Regions from separate parts of the Zea mays genome. Here region 2 is linked to region 1. Evidence: chromatin contacts called from public HiChIP or PLAC-seq data. All regions are on one chromosome and are shown on one strand. Each heading gives the region's core, a stretch centred on a gene start, on an enhancer-like site or on the middle of the called end of the contact. The rest is flanking DNA. Distances are from core to core; before and after follow the strand shown.

Region 1 (2,700 bases), core at 30-2,529:
CCGATGTCTATATCTCACCGGCTGGACTCATATCCTAGCAACACCTTATGCCAAAAGCCTTTTTCTTTGCTAACGAAAGAGGCAGCAGCATCAGCTGTTCCTTTTTTTTTATCAGCTAGGTGTCCTTAAAAGCAGGTTCTGCATTTGGCTTGGCAATTGGTGGGCTACAGCCTACACAGCTCGTGGTCTGTATATTCTAAACGTTGTGCTCTGTTCTATGCTCCGTGTGGTGCTGCGGGTGCTGCCCTTTTCCGTGTAATGACCTGATCCTACTTTGTAATGTGGTAGACAAGAGTGCCTGGTTTTGTTGAAAAGCGATGCACTTGCGGTTTGCTGCCTATCATGTCCAGCTACTGCTCCGCCGGCAATCTAAATGTTCTGACCTGAGAAGTGATATAAATGGTCTCTGAAACGCCCTCCAGTGGAGATATGTTGACGATGAAATGTGTTCTTCAGTTTTTCTCGTCGCTCGCTCAAGAAATGTGCCTGGGGAAAAAAAACAACGCTGTCAGATGTCTACCAGAAAAATGGCGAATCTACGCATACCATCAATCGAGCTCATGCTTGTTTTCGGATCGGATAGTACTACACACCTGGAACAACAATCATCGCGAGAATTAGTCATCGCGTATACATCTCAGACAGGCTGGATGTTTTCTGATCCAGGAACCATGATTGCAGCTCGAATACTAGAACGACGGAGGAAACCACTTAATTATGGTGGTCATGCCTGGAAGGGCCCCTTGAAGCTTTCTTTTCCATATGAAAATAATAATAACTGTATTTTTTGCATATGGAATTTGAGAGAGAGAGAGAGAGAGAGAGAGAGAGAGAGAGAGAGAGAGTGCATTTGCTGGTCCCAGGCGTGGAATCAGAGAATTCTGAATGCTACCCTGGAGATGCCCAGCAGCTGTACAGCTTACCTGCCTGAGGTGTATCAGTCTCCCTCCTACTCCACCTAGCGGTTTTATACTGGTATTATACGTCTGCAACTGCAATATGATAGAACCACCATGCCTTGAGCCAGCCAGAGAGTACGTGCCATGGAGAAGGCCGGAAGGGCAGGCTGTCCCACTGTTGTTGTATAATGGTAATGGAGACGCGAGCTGCCCGGCCGGCCGGGTCCTGCGCTGCGCCCCAGGACGCTTGTCGGAGGGGCCCCTAATGGCTGCCCTGCCCTGCCCTGAAGAGTGATGTGATGAGAGAGGCCTAGAAAAAGCCTTAAAGAGAGCCGCACGCTTTTGCAGTTTCTCAGCGCTGCTGGTGCCGAGGCCGCCCGGCTGAGAAGATATATGCCGCCCAGCCTCACTTACATTACATATGCACATTCTGTTCTCAGTTCTCTTCCTCTCTCTCAACTCAACTACTCAAAGCGGTAGATTAACCGGCTCTAGCGTAGCGAGTGTTGCTACATCTCTCTTGGCCATGGGGGCATGCGCGACGAAGCCGGGTGACCTCAAGGTCAAGGGCGAGGCGCCTCTGGTCGCGGAGGACGCCGCGGCGCCACTGGCGGCTGCCGACGAGAAGGCGAAGGCCGCCGAGGTCCCCGTGGCCGCCGCTGCCGAGGTCGACCAGGCCGATGTCAGCCGCCGGAGGTCCCTCAGCGACCTGCTTAAACGGGTGAGCGACCTACTTCGTTCCCTGTAGTCCTTGGGTACTCAGACCGAGTAACAGTGTGACACTGACACCAACCTTTCATCTGTTTCGCTTGCTGTTGCTGCTACCTCTGTACAGGACGCCGAGGGCAGTGACGGGGAGGAGGAGGTCGACCAGGAGGCGGAGAAGGTCGTGGCTGGGGAGCCAGCGAGTGCTGCCGCTGCCGGGGAAACGATGGGGTCACCGCAAGCAACAGTGCAGGCCTCGGTCGCAACCGAGCAGGACGACACGGCCGAAGAACTCAAGGATGGTCTTCCGAGTGGTGGCGACGCGCATGCGGCGGAAGAAGAGAAGCGGATGGATCCTGAATCAATCCAAGCTGCTGTTGCTGCTGATGCCCCAAGTTCTGAGGAAAGCAAGGTTGCTGCTGCTGCTGATGCCCCAAGTTCTGAGGAAAGCAAGCTTGCTGCTGCTGCTGATACCTCTGCCTGAAAAATGGGGCATAGTGTTGTGATTCTTTGTTCTTTTCGTCTCTCTCGGGGTTTTTTCATGGCGAAATACGCTTTAATGGCGCGAGATTCATAGCAGGCAGCTTGGTTGCTGTCTTGCTCCGTTTGTGCCGCGGTCAGGATGTGCATGGCTGGATTTTACTGTTGTTTTATTTCTCTTGGAGGTACTCCGTGCAATCAAGCTGTCTTTTCTATAATGGCGGACTCGGCCGGCAATCAAAGCTATAAATTTCTAAAGTTTAATTAAGCGTATTACTACGCCCGCTCACCTAATCCCACGCGAGTCTAGCCAGTCAGGTACAGCCATTTTTAGCTTATGTGTAGATGCAGGTAAATTGCCTCGTAATGATTTATTTTGTATCCACTTATGCAGCCACCGTTCCTCGCGTACAGTCAACAAAACAGACACTCAACCAAAGTCAACGCACGAGATGATTTAGGATGAAAAGGTGCAGGTAACCAACCAGCTAGTTAGAGTCTCAAATCAATTATAGATTAATAATTTTAAGAAAATAGATAATACTAGTATTCAAACAAACAATTATTAAATGCTAACGAATTTAACACAAGGAATACAATATGGTAGAGTTCTTTG
Region 2 (2,700 bases), core at 128-2,627, 190 kb after region 1:
ATGTTGCTGTCCGGAGCAAACGTCCGACTGCCATAGTGAACATATACCTCGAGCCTATTCCGAGTCCAGGACCTCTGATGCAGTCGAACAGTGCCGAAAACGCCAACATGATGAACATCATCAGGTAATGATGAAGGGTGATGATGCGAGCTTTCAGTAGATCGACCACTGTTCGAGGAAGTTTCCCGCTCAATGCTAGGAGCATCCACTGGCCAGTGTCAGGAAGAGGAGCGGTAGATCTGTTGATAGCAGTGGATCTCTGTCAGTAGCTTTTTCTGATATATATTGAACAGTCCAGTGTTTCAGATGAGCATACTATTTTATTGCGCTGAAATATGTAGACTATACAGGGGAAGATGATGATAAAAAAAGACAAAAAAAATGGTCTGTTTCTGGCTCCATCACTATAGGTTGAGGAGTAGTTCTTGTCTGCACCTATGTTTTTTAAAGGAATATAAAACTTCAACCTAGAACATCCACGAATGAATGAGTACAATCATTAAATACAGACATGTACCACTTATTACTTAGACTATACTTTACCACAAGGCACAAGTAATAAAATTTGAAGACACGGGACGATTAATAAACTAGACCTAAGTATGCACCTACGAGTATGTATTTATACAGGCATGCACCGAATGCTGCCATAGCACCTACTATGTATAAGGCAGTGGATTTCATTGCCATAACAACCAACGTCCAAAATGACAAGTTTTCACTTGCTAGGACTATTTCCCAAGCCATACTCCTTTGAAATTTTCGATAAAAATAACTATGATTATATACACGTAGTGAGTAGTGACAAATACAGTCCGCGGTTAAAAGACAACGTCAACGTCGCCAATCCACCATGGATGGATGTAATGTAATCACGCATTTGCGTAGGGAAAATTCTGAAATGTTCAAATATTTGGTCGATCGGTTTCGCATCGCGCGCATCAGTCACGAGAAAGGAAAGGAGCTGACCGGTGCCACTGCAGGCCGAGGACGGTGCTGACGAAGCGGACGGAGATGGCCTCGCAGAGCAGCGCGGCGAGCATGAACGCCATGGCGGCGAAGAACCGCGGGGCGGCGCGGACCTCGGCGCCCCAGCGCCGGTAGAACGGCGCGCGCGCGGCGGTGGCGAGCGCCAGCGCCGCCCAGAGCGCCGGCCGCAGCCGCCCGTGCCAGACGGGGGACAGGTGCTGCATGTAGTCGACGCCCACGTACGCGGCGGCGGCCAGCGGCAGGCCGCCCGACGCGAAGGCGGGTCGTCGCCAGAGACCGCATGCTGCCCAACGCCGGGGCGGGGGCGCGGGCCTCTTCGGCTTCGGCTTTGCCATATCTCCCGAATGAAGTTTTGGAGAGACGGGACGGGAGCTTGTCCCGGGCTAGGCTAGGCCATGTTGTCGATTACGATTGGGAATTCGGAATTGATGGTTGCTGTAAATAGTCACTGCATGTGTAAATATAGCAGTCTCACACGTACCTCAAGCTAGAGCAGGTTTTTAGTGATTTTGGGATATTTCTTTTGCTGAGAACGCTCGACTTTGATGAGAAAAAATTGTTCTTGATTGAAGAAAATGTATTTTGAGAAGAAGAAAAATATACTCAGTGCAGGCTGCAGCCTAGTTTTAAGGATCAATGTGCGTAGCATGACAGACAGGAGCATGTCCAACGCTTTTTATATATTCTGCTTCGGTGCTTCCTCGATCGTCTTTCTTCCCCTCGCTCGGATCCAAAATGTCGAGTGAAGTAGGCAAACGGGCCCTGAGTCTTCTGAATCTGCTGGACCGTTCAAGTCTGTGGAAGCTGTCGTCCGCTTGGTGGTAACGCACCATGCAGGTCGATCGAGCGTCCGTTAGAGCTTGTTGCTCTGGGTTGGGCCGGATTTTGAGTTGAATCCAGAAGGACCATAGCAGATGGGCCAAGCCCAGTTAAGCCGCGCGGGTTGAAGAGTTCCTTTCCTTTCCTTTCCTTCGTTCCCGTGGGCGTAACCCCGTCTAGGAGCAGAAAGCAACAGCGTGAAACAAAACAAGTCGATCGACCGTGCTGATCTGATGCTCCTGGTCCCGTTCATCAGTCACTCCCTCCTCATGTGCTGCCAGCTGCGATGGTGGCTGTCACCTGGATCGGTTCATGTGCCGGCCACCGGATCGAATTCTAGAACTGCCAGCTCTCGCTCGCTCCCCATCACGCGCACGCTCACCTCGTCACCTCGCATGTGCTTCCCTCCCTCCTTCCTCCCCCGGCACACACACACACAAACTCCCAAAGCCAACGATGAGCCGTCCGTCCTCATTCGGGGGAGTCAAAGACGAGGGGATGCTGTGTTGCACATGGGGGTAAAAAAAAATTGGAGAATGAGATAAAAGAAAGGGGTGAGCACGAGGGCTGGCTTGTTATCCAGCAAATGCCCGGATGCTTGCATGCCAGTAGCTCTAATCCTGCTCCCGGCATCCGGACCTCGCCCCCACATGCACACCAGTAGCTTTATTTCTGCCAAGCAGGCAGAGTGCGTGTATAATATGATGGCCGGCTATCTACATGGCTCCATGAGAGGAATGTGTTAAGGTGTATTCTCTACGCAAGCCAGTTAATTAATAAGGAATCAGTGTAGTGTTAATCCTAACCGTTTGATTAATCCGCGTCCTTAGCCGGGGCTATCCTAATCGCTGGAAGTCACACGCCGCCATATATACGAGATTACGGGAGCGG

What was found. HiChIP or PLAC-seq counts read pairs in DNA pulled down with a chosen protein or histone mark.
Region 2: a contact with region 1 is called in an H3K4me3 HiChIP or PLAC-seq map of leaf, with 4 times the contacts expected there. The contact joins the promoter of LOC103654181 here to the promoter of LOC100283700 in region 1. A contact is called at or near these places in 9 of 25 Hi-C or Micro-C datasets (bundle sheath, ear, endosperm and 4 more) and 1 of 3 datasets of contacts at active chromatin or transcription factors (leaf).

The regions. Positions count from the first base shown.
Region 1 is chr5:174,355,917-174,358,616 of Zm-B73-REFERENCE-NAM-5.0, forward strand. It overlaps LOC100283700, which reads left to right and starts at 1,280. Exons shown (of 2, transcript NM_001156599.2): 1 at 1,280-1,620; 2 at 1,735-2,355. The coding sequence starts at 1,426. The coding sequence ends at 2,088.
Region 2 is chr5:174,545,981-174,548,680 of Zm-B73-REFERENCE-NAM-5.0, forward strand. LOC103654181 reads right to left here and starts at 1,378. Exons shown (of 4, transcript XM_008681009.3): 1 at 970-1,378; 2 at 1-239. The coding sequence starts at 1,325.